3 separate regions of the Mus musculus genome follow, and all the other regions are linked to region 1. Evidence: chromatin contacts called from public HiChIP or PLAC-seq data. All regions are on one chromosome and are shown on one strand. Each heading gives the region's core, a stretch centred on a gene start, on an enhancer-like site or on the middle of the called end of the contact. The rest is flanking DNA. Distances are from core to core; before and after follow the strand shown. Region 1 holds the start of Galk1 (galactokinase 1). Region 2 overlaps Evpl (envoplakin). Region 3 holds the start of Evpl (envoplakin).

Region 1 (4,800 bases), core at 1,961-4,460:
CTAACTTCATAACCTCCTCCAAACAATGCTATTGAACGGAGAGCAGGTACTCAGCTATGTGTGCATATGAAGGCAATTTTTCACTCAACTCTCCATGGAGCATATGTCTGTAATCTGAGCATTTTGGAAGCCCAGTCAGGAAGATTGGGAAGTTCAAAGCCAGCCAGGCAGAGGTGGCACAAACCTTTAATCCCAGCATTTAGGAAACAAGAGGCAGGCAGGTCTTTGAGTTTGAGGCCAACCTGGTCTACGGAGCTGGTTCCAGGACAGCCAGAGCTACACAGAGGAACCTTGTCTCCTAAAACCAAACCCAGCCAACTAAAACAAAAAATAAAAAATAAATAAGGACAGACATGGTGTTTAATCCCAGCACTAGGGAGACAGAAGCAGGTAGATGTCTGTGAGTTCCCTGTGACTCAAGACCAGTCTGCTCTACATAGTGAATTCCAAGTTTGCCAGGATGAGAGATCTTGTCTTGAATTAGCCTTGAACTCCCAAAGATCCACTGGCCACTGCCTTCTGAATGCTGGAATTTAGGTGTTTACCATCACACCAGATGTGTGTGCGTGCACATGTGTGTGTGTGTGTGTGCTAGTGCGCGCATGTGTGCTTGAGTCAGGGTCTCACTATTGTAGCCCTGTTAAATAAATTTTTAAAAAAAGTTTTAGACCAACCTGGGTAACACATTGTGCCTAAAAACTAAGATCCCCATTCCTCAGCAAGCATAGGGTGTAATTAGATCAGAGGAGGTCAGGTTTGAGACTGTCTGCCTCCCGACCAGATGGTGGGAGCCTCCAGGCCTTTTATCTTTCTGGCCAGTTGCACAAAGGAGAGTCTAATAATGCCAGCTGAATTAATGGAAGTCTGATAACGAGAGCAAACACTTAATCCGCGCTCCCAAGTATCAGGTGCACTGCTGGGCACTTTAGACATAAAGGAACCAATCACAGCAAAGAGACAATCACAGCCCTATTGCAGAAAGGAGCAGCTGAAGTTCAGCCAGGTTGAGTCTGTGACCCAAGGTCCACTCAACAGAATTGTGGGCTGTTAGATTTCGAACTGAGCTGGGTAGAGAATGTGAGCAGAGACGGGGCCGCTGCGTCCAACTCTGACACAACAGCACGGTGCCTTGGAGCTGGTCGTGGCTTCTGACTTTCGTTTCAGACAGCCCCAAAGGTCACAAGACTTGCCTTTTGTTTTGAGTTATGCAAAAAAGAAAAAAATTGCTGTATTGAAGTGTATTCAAAAACAGGCTGTCAAAAGAAATTAGTCAACAGGATTTGTTATTGTTTGGATTGTCCGTTTTCCTGACCCAGGGTCTTACCTAGTAGGAGCTAGCCTGGAATTCACTATGTAGCTGAGGGTGACCTTGAACTCCAGATCTTCTGCCTGTCTCCAACTCTTGAGTTCTGGGATTAAATGTATATGCCGCCATACCTGGCTAGGATTCCTTAGTGTTTGCCTCTTAGATGCTGGGAATACGGGGATTTATCAAAGTCCTCCAGCCATCCTGTCCCTTCAGTCCTGTCTCTGTCCCAGTCCCGTTCCCCCTCCCCATCCTTCCTTATCCCACTTGAGACAGGGTCTCACTGTGTAGCCCTATGTAAGGTACCTTGGTCTTGAATTTGCCACAACCCTACTTCTGCCTGCATCTGCCTGCTTCTGCTTCCTGAGTACTGACCTGTGCTATTAGAGCTTGCTTCTTTCTTTCTTTCTTTCTTTCTTTCTTTCTTTCTTTCTTTCTTTCTTTTTTTCTTCCTCTCTTCCTTCTTGTTGATTGTTTTGAATGCCGCCTTCTTCTTCTCCTTCTTCTTCTTCTTCTCCCTCGGCTGTCCTGGAACTCACTCTGTAGACCAGGCTGGCCTCTGAACTCAGACATCTTCCTGCCTCTTCCTCCCAAGTGCTGGGATTAAAAAGCTGTGTGCCACCGTGCCTGGCTCACATACTGCTTTCTTTTCTTATTTTCTTTCTTTTTTTTTTTTTTTAGAAGATCACACCTTCTTTTTTTGTTGTTTTGTTTTTTTTAAAGATTTATTTATTATATGTAAGTACACTGTAGCTGTCTTCAGACACTTCAGAAGAGGAAGTCAGATCTAATTACGGATGGTTGTGAGCCACCATGTGGTTGCTGGGATTTGAACTCAGGACCTTTGGAAAAGCAGTCAGTGCTCTTAACCACTGAGCCATCTCTCCAGCCCCACATACTGCTTTCTTGATTTACATGTCTTTTGTTAACAAAACCTGTTTATTTGTTTTCTAGACAGAATCTTAGCCCAGACTGGTTTCAGACTGCCGCTCCTCCGGCCTGAGTCTCCCATGTGCTGAGATGGACTACTATGCCTGGCTTGGAAATTATTTAATTTTTGAATAAGATAGTACATTTATTTGTGTGTTTCTTTTGAATGCATGTGCTCTCTACCACTGAGCTACACCCCCTACCGTTCTCCACTCTTACTGTCTTACATTTTAGTCCTTCTGTTAGAAGGTTTCACACAAGGTGACCAGGAATAGCTAGGAATCCAGGCAAAGATTTGGGCCAGCATGAAGGCTTTAGATGGTCATGTCTCTGAGACCAAGGCTCTTGTGGAGGAAGCAACTGCTAGGGGCCAACAACATTAGCCATCTTTGCAGTAGCCTTTGCGTCATCGAGGAGTGCCTGAGCTTGCTTCCTGCCGGCCACTGGATGAGATGAACTTCAGTCCTCCATCGCCAGGAGCCAGAGAAGGAGCCTGTAAAAGGCTTCGAACCTTGGCTCTCCTTGTTTATCCCTAGACTGTGTACCACATCATCCTGTTAGAGACATGACCGACCAGGGGCTGACGACTTAGCATAACTTCGCTAGATCCTCTGGGACACTCAGCTGTTCCTGTTGCCAGCTCGTGTTGGTGTTGCCCTGGCTGTGTGAGGGATGATGATGATGGGGATGGGAGCGCATTAAGAGGCTCCAGGTTCAGGGATGGATGGGAAGTTCAGATCTCCATTTGTGTTAACTGCTACTCAAGTGGGAGCCCCAAACTCCTGCTAGGACATCACCGAAGATACAAGTTGCAACCGAGTCTCTTCCTCCAGCTGTCAGCTGCCGCGTTGGCTTGCGCTGGAGAGCTAAGTTTGGACCCCGCTCTGCAGGTGGGATGGGCGGGGCCGTCGTAGCGGGGGCGGGGTCCCGCGAAGGACAGGAATGTAAGTCCGCGCCACGTGGCTCCGCCCCCAGCATCCCGCGGGGCGGTGCGCCCAGCTGCAGACGAGCGTCATGGCTGCTTGGAGACCGCCCCGGGTCGAGGAGCTGCTGGCCGAGGCCCGCCGGGCCTTCATGGAGGAGTTTGGAGCCGAGCCGGAGCTGGCAGTGTCGGCGCCGGGCCGCGTCAACCTCATCGGGGAGCACACGGACTACAACCAGGGCCTGGTGCTGCCCATGGTGAGGGGCCGCATTGGGGACCCTTCCTTGTGTGTGCTGGCCCGGCCTGCGGTAGGGAAGGGCTGGCATAGGGGGCACGGGAGGGCGGGTACCCTCCGGGTGGAAGGCGGAGTGAAGCGGTCTAGCAGACGTGAGAGACCCCGGGACGTGCAGTTGTCCACGTGCGAAGACAGGAAGCCAGAGCTGGGGGGAGGGGGGCTGTGCGGTTTGTCTTCTCGAGCCCGCCTTCTGGGGGCATCGCCCACAACTTGGAAGTATGAACCTCTTAAAAATGTGAGGACCAAGGAAGCAATATAAGAGAGTATTAGGCATGGTGGCGCATTCCTAATAGTCCAGTACTGGGGAAGCTCAGGCATGAGAATTGCCACGAGTTCAAGATCAGCCTGAACTACAAAGTGAGTTCCAGGACAGCTTGGGCTGTAAGATTCTTAAAACAAGGAAAAAGAAAAAAAAGGAGGTTATTTAGCCCTCTGACTTTGATTGGGCCCACAGCACCGACCTAGACCTATGCAAAGGTAGACCTGTGTAAATGTAGCTTCCCCCCCCCCCCCCCCCGGCCCATCCCCTTGAATTTACAGAGAAAACAGTAGATCCACAGAGCACTAATGACTCCCTCAAAGTTACACATTCGGTTCTTGGACTCTCAGCCTGGGTCTCTCAGCGCATAAGTAGTTCCTGAACAAGGGATTACCGCGTGCAGAGCTGGGTCCAGGTGGGAGGAAGTCTGGAGCCCCTCTGGGCCTGTTTTTGCATAAGATCACTATCTGTCCCCTTTGGCCCACAGTTGGACGCTAGCTAGGGCAGAGTCCAGGTTCACATTCCTATCACCACTGGCCCCGCCCCTGAAGACCCACAAGGCTGTGCTCTGAGCCCCCAAGGCTAACGCTTAATTGAAGCGCTTTCTCCCATCTCCTTCAAGCTAAGCCTATTCCCTTCACGGCCCTGTGTGTCCCAGACGACAGAACCTTGGGGTTTGGATCCTGGTTGCTTCAGTCACCCTGGGGCTGTTCTAGAACTTCAAGTGACATGAGTTTTCTATTTGCAATGGGATATTCCACCCACATATACTTTTATTAATCCCAGCATTCTGAAGTAGAGGCAGGTGGGCCTCTTAGTTAGAGGATAGCCTGATCTACATAGAAAGTTCCAGACAGGATTGCACAGTGAGACCCTGTTTTCAAAAACTTTAAAAACAAAACAAAACAAAAAGCCAAAAATAGATTCTGTGGCTATGATGTGATCCTGGGTGGACTTCTTCTGTCAGGTGGTATAGACTACACATGCCTACTCCTTCCAGGCACTGGAGCTCGTGACCGTGATGGTTGGCAGCCCCCGGACAGATGGGCTTGTTTCTCTTCTCACCACTTCCAAAGATGCAGACGAGC
Region 2 (5,026 bases), core at 939-3,438, 210 kb before region 1:
TCGAGAAGGACCCGGTGCTGGAGGGCGAGAGGGCCCGAGTGTGGGAGATCCTTAACCGGGAGCGCGCAGCCCGCAAGGGCCGGGAGGAGGATGTCCGGAGCTTGCAGGAGCGGATCGACCGAGCCGAGGCTCTGAGGAGGTCCTGGTCCCGCGAGGAAGCTGAGCTCCAGAGGGCCCGGGACCAGGCAAGCCAGGACTGCGGGCGGCTGCAGAGACAGCTGCGGGAGCTGGAGCAGCAGAAACAGCAGAAAGCCCGGCAGCTACAGGAGGAGGGGAGGCTGCTTAGCCAGAAGACGGAGAGCGAGCGCCAGAAGGCCGCCCAGCGGAGCCAGGCGGTCACGCAGCTCGAGGCTGCCATTCTCCAGGAAAAGGACAAGATCTACGAGAAAGAGAGGACCCTCAGGGACCTGCACACCAAGGTGAGCCGGGAGGAGCTCAACCAGGAGACCCAGACCCGGGAGACCAACCTCTCCACCAAGATCTGCATCTTGGAACCGGAGACCGGCAATGACATGTCTCCTTACGAGGCCTACAAGAGGGGTGTCATCGACAGAGGCCAGTATCTCCAGCTGCAGGAGCTGGAGTGTGACTGGGAAGAAGTCACAACCTCCAGCCCCTGCGGGGAGGAGTCTGTGCTCCTGGACCGCAAGAGCGGGAAGCAATACTCCATCGAGGCCGCCCTCCGCTGCCGCCGCATTTCCAAAGAAGAGTACCACAGGTACAAAGATGGCCGCCTCCCCATCTCCGAGTTTGCCCTGCTTGTGGCAGGGGAGACCAAGCCGAGTTCTTCACTCTCCATTGGGTCCATCATCTCCAAGTCTCCAGTCTGCTCCCCAGGCCCCCAGAGTACCGGCTTCTTCTCCCCAGGCCTCTCTTTTGGGCTCACTGAGGATAGCTTCCCCATCGCGGGGATCTACGATACAACCACAGACAACAAGTGTAGCATCAAGGCAGCTGTGGCCAAGAACATGCTGGATCCTATCACTGGGCAGAAGCTGTTGGAGGCCCAGGCAGCCACGGGAGGCATTGTTGACCTTCTTAGCCGAGAACGGTACTCCGTACACAAGGCGGTGGAGCGGGGACTCATTGAGAACACCTCCACTCAACGGCTGCTCAATGCTCAGAAGGCCTTCACCGGCATCGAGGACCCTGTCACCAGGAAGAGGCTGTCGGTGGGTGAGGCCATCCAGAAGGGCTGGATGCCCCAGGAAAGCGTGCTTCCCCACCTGCTGGTACAGCACCTGACTGGGGGCCTCATCGACCCCAAGAGGACGGGACGCATCCCCGTCCCTCAGGCTGTGCTCTGCGGGATGATCAGCGAAGACCTGGGCCAGCTCCTGCAAGATGAATCCGGCTACGAGAAGGATCTGACAGACCCCATCACCAAGGAGAGGCTGAGCTACAAGGAGGCCATGGGGCGCTGCCGCAAAGATCCTCTAAGTGGCCTACTACTGCTCCCCGCCATGCTAGAAGGCTATCGCTGCTACCGCGCGGCCTCCCCCACCCTGCCAAGATCCTGTGTGCGTTGATGAGGGGCTCTGCAGAGGGGGAGGGAGAATGCACACGTCACCTTGCCCTGGAGCTGCGTAATCCGAGGCAGCGGGTCCTCCTCCTGAGTGTCCACCTCACTGCGCAATCGTTTGTGGTGTTGGGCTCTGTCCCCAAATATGGGAAGTTCCGTTGTTCCTCCCCACCCCGTGCTTCTAATAAATGGATTATCTCTGTGCCGAGTCTCCTCTCATTTGGGGTTGCGGGGTCAGTGTGTCTGGGGTGTGAGCCCAGAAGCAGTACTGCTTGGGGATTCCCCCACCCCAAAGTATGTGTTGTGTGGGGTAGATGTGCCCAGCTCACCTGCCTGAGAAACAGAAGGTCATGAAAGGAGACCCTGGAAGCCCCATAGCCCCTCAGTTCCTGCCAGAACTGCCTCTAGCTCTCTGTGGAGAGCTTCCCTTTGTTGTCAGACCATGTCCCCCATACGAAGATTGACACCAAAAGCTCAGGAAGAAGTTACATTTATTTTCCATGTGTCACACAGAAGGACATCAACTGCCTATTTTTGATGACGCGACTACTTAGAACACCCTCAGGTGTTGTAACCACTCTTAGGATCAGAGAACTGCCCTGCCCCTCCTCCTGTTTAACTAGGTCCTCTGAACTGGAATTCAACTCTCCCAACAGCCTAAACCAAAAGACCAGCAGAGGGCACCCTCTCTCAGGGGCCATGCTCTGCAGCTGTGCAGTGAAGGCGAAGGGCTAGGGTCTCTTATCTAACCTGACACCTACTGTCTGGTCATTCAGAGGAGTTCTGTGCCCTGCCCCCAATTGGGCAGGGAGCACCTGCATGCCTTTCGAAAGTGCTCCATTAAATCCAACAAACAATACAGGAACTTGCCAACCTGTAGACGACATGAACCCAAGCCCCTCAGGGTCTGTTCTTCCCCAGAAAGGCAGAAAGGGAGGGAGGCAGCTGGCGAGGGTGTGAGGTGGTGGGCCCCACATACGTGTTCTCAGCGGGAGGAACGCCCTGCTGTACATTGTTGGGGTGCTAGGGAGTGTCCAGGAGAGAAGTAGGGATGGGCCAGGGCAGTCTTGGCTGAGATCCGCTGGCTGGGGTCATACTGCAGGAGTCGCTGGGGGAGGAAGGACAAGAGACTGTTGGGTGAAATCAGGGTAGAGAGGGAGTCCCTTCAACAGGTCCCAGGGGGAGGGAGAGCCATGCCTGAAAAGCAGGTCCCCCCCTCCCCCCAAACTGGAATTAGAGTTGACTATGAGACTCCTGGTATGGGTGCTGGGAACTGAACTCTGCAAGAGCAGCCATCTCTCCAGCCCCCAAATAGGGCCTCTTTGTTTGCCAGCACTGCATAGGCCAGGCTAGCTGACCTGTGAGCTCCAGGGATCCCCCTGTCTCAGGCCCCCATCCTGCCCTTGGAGCAGTGGAGTTACAGACTCCTGCTTCTGTGTTCAGCTTTAGGTACCATGACTGGGCCTCAAGAGCCTTACCCACTGAGCCACCCTACCCCCAGGCTTTGTGTGGTTCTGCAGATCTGAAGCCAAGCTCTCATGTTTATATGGCAAGCACGTTGCCAACTGAACCATCTTAGCCTGAGTTCCCCAGCGTTTAAGCCAGGTCTGGACGCTCCCAGAACTGAGGTTAAACAGTTAGTTTTTGAGTCCAGGCCTATGATTCATGGTTCCACCTGCTCCTGCTTGAGAACAGATGTCCAAAGAGTGCGCACTTGTGCTGGGGCAGGATAGACAGAACAAGTGGAGGAGGAGCTAACAGCCTAAGAGCAGGCCTATGCAGCTCACTCTCTGTAGTCACACACATAACCCAGGCAGGGTGCCAGGAAACAGCATTTGAAGGAAAAGTGGCTTTAGCAGGAAGTGCCTGCCATCCTGCTGGCGCTAGGTTGCTAGGCAGCACACATAGCCTTCTGGTGAGGTCACTTTGGCCTCGATGGCGGCCCTGCCCTTTCTTCCCTGGCCCAGCATGGGCAAACCCAGAAATGGGGACATCATGCTTGTGAGCAAACAGGGCTGGCTCTGAGGCCCAGGAGGCAGCTGAAGCATCATCAGTAGGGAGCCAGTGGTCCACAGGTAGGGAAGAGCTGCCCTGCACAGCCAGTCCTATGTGGAGACTGACCTGTGAGAGAGGTGCTATGGGGGACACTGAGGCAGGAGGAGGTGTGGCCTCTGCTCAGAGAACTGCTCCACCCAGATGGGGCAGGAAACCCACAAGAGAGTCAGACACAAAACAACAGCCAAGGCACAAAGCCAAAGCTAACTACTTTTGAGGAGTTTCAAAAGGGAGAGTGGACATTGGATTTATCAGGAGAGCGGCTCCTGACCGGATATATAGAGACAAGCCAAGTGTTTACAAAGGTCAGAGGAGTCCAGTCTCACTTGACTAGTTACATAAGAGGGTGGCTTGAAACAGGGGACCTTCTGCTGCTGCTAGGATGCTGTCCTTGTTTATTGGTACCTACCAGGAGCAGGTCCTTGCCTTCTGGTCCCAGACTAGGCACGATTTCCTCCAGCCCCTTCCTGCTCCATTTGGGGAAGCTACTCTGATAGTCAGGCATCTGGGAGACTCCGGGCCATGTGGCTTCACTGGGGGTCCCCAGGGTGCGAAAGATCCGAAAGAGCTGGTCAATCTCTGAGTCACCCGGAAACAGAGCTTTGCCAGTCACCTGGAGCAGGAGAGAAGTGTGTGCTCTGTATGACGCTAGTGATAGATGGTGGAGACACAGGAAGGGGCATTATTCACAAGATGGGTGTGTTGGTGCACACCTTTAATCCCAGTACTCTGGAGACAGGAAAGTGGATCTCTATGAGTTAGTTCAAAGCCAGCCTGGTCTACACAGTGAGTTCTAGGCCAGCCAAAGTTCCGCGGTGAGGCCTTGTCTCACAATAAACAATAAAGATGTCTTTCCCAGGGCTATGTTAAAATTCTCATCTTTTCTAGAACAAGGCTTGCCTCCCCAGCCAGCCCCATACACTCCTCAACCCACCTCTAATACAAGTATTAGCCATAGTAGGTTCCTGGTGGGCTGCCTAGTTCTGTGTAGCCCAGGCTGGCCTTGACCTACAGGAGATCCTCCTGCCTCAGTGCACCCCCTCCCCCCATAACTCCTGTTTCTGTTGTTGTTTATGCTAGACACGTGTTCTATCCTTGGGCTGCATTCTTAGCCCTTGTGTTTGAGGCTGGCCTTAAACTCGATATTGTCCTGTCTTTCCAAGTGCTAGGATGACTGGCATGTGCTACGATGCCTAGCTCAAATTTGTTGGTTTAAATGTTTTCATTTTACATTTATTGATTTAGTGTGTGTGTGTGTTTGCGCGCACGCGTGTCACTGTGCATGTGTGGCAGCAGTCAGGTGAGAGTTTTGTTTCTCTCCTTCCGCCACGATGGTTCTAGGGATCAAACTCAGGTGGTCAGGCTGGGTAGCAAGTACTTTTACCCACTAAGCCATCTCCCTGGTCACCAGCTCAAAGTCTGTTTCTGTTTTTTGTTGCAGTCTTGAAA
Region 3 (4,817 bases), core at 1,335-3,834, 230 kb before region 1:
GTGCTCTTAACTGCTGAGCCATCTCTCCAGCCCCCTATTTATTTATTTATTTATTTATTTATTTATGCTTATTTATTTCTTTTTAAGACAGGGCCTCCTATTGCTCTGGCTGGTCTCAAACTTAATAAATAGGCAGAGGTGGCCTTGAACTACTGATCTTCCTGCCTCTACCGATCCAGTCTTGAATTGGAAGGATCACAACACTGGGGTTATGCAGCTCTGGATATCGAACCCAGGGCCTCATGAACACTAGGCTGGCCCTCTACCGAATTGTGCTTCATCCCCAATAGTAAAAGCCAAAATAAAAAACCATTTTAAAAGGTGGGGTGTGATGTGGGGAGGATTAATATATTTAACTCAATATATTTAAAGCATCATTGCGACGTATCATTAATGTTGGGAAAGAGCTCGACATTTTGTCCTTTTCCATGGAAAGCCTTTGAGAGACAGTATAAATGTTGAACCTGGAGTATACATCTCACTTTGGTTTAGGCATGTTCAGATGTGGAGCAGCCACAACGAGGCGGATCAGAGCCGGGAGCCTTCCTGCCTGCAGCTGGCCAGCCCTCCGCTGGGAGCTGATTTGATTTCCTCGGACAGTGGACAGTCACACCAGGAGGTCAGCTCTTGTTTTTTTCTTGCAGTGAGTCAATTAGCCCTTGAGCCTGGGAGCTGTGCTCGGCCACCACAGTGCTGGTCTCTGCCTGGAGGGCTTCTGGAAAGGAGTTGGAGCCCTATGGCTCAGACCAGCTGCTGTCTGAGTACCTTCCACCACTCCACCCCACCTCCCACAGCTACTGCCTCCCGGGAAGTGCCCTGTCTCAAAGGTGAAGACAGCTGTGTGGACACCCAGGCTGGGGGGGAAGGTGGTAGTTAGTGCGGACCTCTGGGCTATGCAGTCACTTAAATAGCCCCTTGGGAGGAGAGCTGATTGCAGGCGTGACATTAGTGTTTAGAAGGAAATTGTCACCGGGATTGAAATGGGGGAGGGCTGGGACAAAGGCTGAGTGGTTTGCACCCTTGATGACATCTCACTAATCATTTTGTGCCTGGAGCAGTGGGCATCGTAGGCCACTGTGTTTCCTGTGGCTGTTGGCTCTGCCAGGTCCTCCCTCCGCCTTCTTCGGCTCCCTTTGCTACTAGCAACCTCTTTCAGGAGCTGAAAATGGAATCTTCTCTCTACTTCAGTGGCCATGATCAGTAGCTTCTTGGTGAGATGCAGCCAAAAGACGGCTGGGCCTCTTCTGTTGCACCGAGGCCCTGCTAGAAATAGGAGTTGACTTGGCGTCAGATGTGAGAGACAAGCCACTAAATCTTTTTTTTTTTTAAAGATTTATTTTACTAATATATACAGTACACTGTAGCTGTCTTCAGACACTCCAGAAGAGGGAGTCAGATCTTGTTGCGGATGGTTGTGAGCTACCATGTGGTTGCTGGGATTTGAACTCTGGACCTTCGGAAGAGCAGTCGGGTGCTCTTACCCACTGAGCCATCTCACCAGCCCCCCCCCTTTTTTTTTAAGATTTATTTATATGAGTACACTATAGTTGTTTCCAGACACACCCGAAGAGAGCATCAGATCCCTTTACAGATGGTTGTGAGCCACCATGTGGTTGCTGGGAATTGAACTTAAGACCTTTGGAAGAGCAGTCAGTGCTCTTAACCACTGAGCCATCTCTCCAGCCCCATGCCACTAAATCTTAAGACAATGTGATCATCAGACAGTCTGTCTGACTTGGTAGAAACCACAAGGACTAGTCAGTGGCTTTTCTACCTGGAAACCAGACAAAGTAACAAGCAGGGTACTTGTGGACTTCAGAGACCTGCGGCTCCTCTACAGGGCTGATCAATTCTGGTCGTGACTTGAGAAGGTATGCATTGGGTAGCCTGGCCTCTCAGAAGCTAGTCTGAGTTCCTATCTGAACATGGAGAACCAGCTGGGTGGCACCCGCATTTTAAAAATAGATTTGAGAGCAGTTATGGTGGTTCCCACCTGTAATGACAGCACTTGGGAGGCTGAGGCGGGGAGGTTGGTTGCCAGCTTGGGTTACAGAGCAAAAGCCTCTCTCAAGCTTAAAAGAAAAAAAAAAGATAGCTGTCTGATGTGAATGTCTACTAGCACTCCGTGGGAGACAGAGCAAGGCCCGGGTGGCCCCACCTCTCCACTTCTCCACCTCTCCTGGCAGGCCGAGCTATGGGTGGGGGCCCGGTTGATAGTGGACCTCTGTGCAAGAGCCTTTGAGGTTGGCTAACCCCAGCTCTAGGACCCGCTGAGCCAGGACCTGAACAAGTGCTTGAGTCAGTCTGTCTCGCTATGCTCCAGCCTGGCCACTTCCCCACCTGGGTGTGATCCCCGCTCTCTGGCTGGGCATGTGGGTGTAACAAGTCCAAACCTCCGTGGGAGTCGTACGGGCGCCCCGCCCCTGGGCTGTGCCCTCTCCTCCCAGACTGGTTGTGCAGGAGCTGGCTGCGCACGTCGGGGCGGGCGCTGGGGCATGCGCGGGCCGGGCCTGGCAGAGACACCGCACCTGCAGGGAGGAGCCTCCCAGAAACTGCCTTCCCCGACCGCCGCCCCACCTCCCCAGAGCCCGGCTAGTAGCCAGCGAGGACGCGCGTCGCCTTCCCGCCGCCCTCCTCCCAGGAGAGCCCAGCCTGAGCCGGCACCTGCTTCACCACCATGTTCAAGGGGCTGAGCAAAGGCTCCCAGGGGAAGGGGTCCCCCAAGGGCTCCCCAGCCAAGGGGTCCCCTAAGGGCTCCCCCAACAAGCACAATCGGTGAGTGGGGCCCTGGGTAGCGGTGCTGGGATCAGGGTGGTGCAGGGCCCAGGTATGTTCCAACTACCTGTTGGCGGCAGAGCTCAGTTCTGGCATTTGGTGTCCTTAGGCTAAGGGCCCAAGGGCCTCTCTCCTGCCTGTGGCCCAGGTTGAGCAAGGGATGGATAGCCTGCTGCCACCCACATTCTCCTGCGGATGAGGGATGTTGGGGGGCACAGGGGAAGGGTGCCCTTTCAGAGGTGCGGGACGGGATGGCTGGGACCAGCAGAATCTGGCTCCCTGTTTTGGCACGCAACCCTGATGGTGCACTTGGGTTGGCTAAATCTTGGAGTGAGTGTGGATTCAGGGTGGGCAGGAGTAAGAGGCTCAAGAGAGAGAGGGCTTTCTGAGCTGGAGTACACCCCACCTAAACCACTTTCCCCCCAGGTCCCAACCCTGGGTCTTGTCTGTCTCCTTCAAGAGTCAGGAGGCCTTTCTCATGGGGGTGACAGGAGGTGGTGGTGCCATGCTCTGATCAGTGGCTCTCTGCAGAGAGAACTGACCACGTTCATCCCACTCACTGGCCCCAAGCCCTCTCTAGGAGATGGCAGCCTGCCTGGATTCAGGTGTCGGTCGGGGTGCAGAGGTGTCAAGATAAGAGTGTAGATGAAAGGCAAAGATCCAGGTACCCATTACCTCGACAGTGATCAGGGTGCCAACCCAGAGGCTGGGCATCTGGGCCAACAGGAAAGACAGTGCTTAAGACTCTCACTGCAGTGACCTGTCTCCCTGAGGCACTGCGCCCAGCCCAGGGTGGGGTGCATAGCTCCCAGCAGAAGCATCTCTGTCAGGAGGCCCAACCTGAGGCTGGGCTCTCCCTGGAGTCCCAGAAGCGTCCTGGTCCCAGTCCCAGACTCCTGTAACTTCATTCACACGTCCTGCTGAGGGCTCCTTGTTCCCCTCAGAGGTGTCAACTCCTTGAGCTCTTCTTTATGCCCAGACTGCCCTAGCCTCTGGGAATGCCCTAGCCAGCAAAACACTGGCATCCCTACCTTGAAAGTGCTCGCTTCCGTACAATAAAAATTAACACGTTGCCTTTAATCTCAGCACTCCAGACAGAGGCAGAGACTAGCGGATCTGTGTGTTGGAGGCTAGGCCAGCTAGGGCCACACAGTGAGATTGGGGCCTGGAGAGATGGCTTAATGGCTAAGAGCACTGGCTATTCCAGAGGACCTCTGATCAATTCCCAGCTTCTACATTCATCTTCAGGTCCAGGGAATCCTGTTCTGGTCTCCACAGGCATCAGACGCACACATGATACACAGACATACATTTAGGCAAAACATCCGTACACATAAAAATAAAATGATACATACTGGGTGCTGACTCCAAGGCACTGAGCTGGCTGCTTCCCATGGCTTAATTCTTTAAGTACCTAGGAGACCTTTGTGCTCAGCGCCAGACATGGTGGCACAGGCCAACTTTAATCCTAGCACTCAAGGCTCAGGCAGGCAATCTCTATGAATTTGAGGCTAGCCTGGGCTATATAGTGAGTCTGAGCTAGCCAAGGGTACATAGTGAGAGCCTGTCTCATAGAAGCAGAACAAAACCTGTGCTGAAGATATTAAAGAACCCATGTCCCACACCAGTAATCCAGAACTTGGTAGTCCAGCCTGGACAACACAGTATGTTCCAGGCCAGCCTGGGATATAGAATAAGACTTAGTTGTTGTGGGTTCTTGTTGTTTGGGGGAGGGGAAGAGTATTTTTTATTTTGTTTGTTTGTTTGTTTGTTTGAGACAGGGTTTCTCTGTGTAGAACTCACTCTGTAGACCAGGCTGGCCTCAAACTCACAGAAATGCTCCTGCCTCTGCCTCCCGAGTGCTGGGATAAAAGGCGGGGGCGCCACCACTGCCCTACTGTTGTTTGTCTTTTTAAGGTAAAAAAAAAAAAAATTAAATAAGTAAACCCAAATGTGGTAGCATATGCCTATGGACTCAATACCTCAGAAGGAGGAAGAAGAGGAGGAGGAGGAGGCAGGATGACCGAGCCAGGCCAACCTTG

The links. HiChIP or PLAC-seq counts read pairs in DNA pulled down with a chosen protein or histone mark.
Region 2: a FOXA1 HiChIP or PLAC-seq map of pancreatic cancer cells shows a contact between it and region 1. The contact joins the enhancer-like site here to the promoter of Galk1 in region 1. A contact is called at or near these places in 1 of 39 promoter capture datasets (liver), 4 of 115 datasets of contacts at active chromatin or transcription factors (bone marrow-derived macrophages, embryonic stem cells and pancreatic cancer cells) and 3 of 9 other capture datasets (adipose tissue, liver and pancreatic islet).
Region 3: an HNF4G HiChIP or PLAC-seq map of pancreatic cancer cells shows a contact between it and region 1. The contact joins the promoter of Evpl here to the promoter of Galk1 in region 1. A contact is called at or near these places in 1 of 39 promoter capture datasets (liver), 1 of 484 Hi-C or Micro-C datasets (embryonic stem cells), 1 of 115 datasets of contacts at active chromatin or transcription factors (pancreatic cancer cells) and 2 of 9 other capture datasets (adipose tissue and embryonic stem cells).

Annotation. Positions count from the first base shown.
Region 1 is chr11:116,011,129-116,015,928 of GRCm38.p6, reverse strand. It overlaps Galk1 (galactokinase 1), which reads left to right and starts at 3,210. Exons shown (of 8, transcript NM_016905.2): 1 at 3,210-3,415; 2 at 4,713-4,800. The coding sequence starts at 3,251.
Region 2 is chr11:116,217,258-116,222,283 of GRCm38.p6, reverse strand. Evpl (envoplakin) reads left to right here. Exons shown (of 22, transcript NM_025276.3): 22 at 1-1,725. The coding sequence ends at 1,529. It also overlaps the pseudogene Cdk3. Among named protein-coding and RNA genes, the nearest start is that of Gm33250, 5.5 kb to the left of the region's middle. Within about 2 kb of position 2,188, at least 134 of the 459 cell types and tissues checked have an H3K27ac peak or open chromatin away from gene starts, as enhancers often do. A contact at or near this core is called in adipose tissue, bone marrow-derived macrophages and pancreatic cancer cells, where this site is marked.
Region 3 is chr11:116,235,858-116,240,674 of GRCm38.p6, reverse strand. It overlaps Evpl (envoplakin), which reads left to right and starts at 2,584. Exons shown (of 22, transcript NM_025276.3): 1 at 2,584-2,775. The coding sequence starts at 2,678. Gm33250 (a long non-coding RNA gene) reads right to left here. Exons shown (of 8, transcript XR_389161.4): 8 at 2,449-2,528.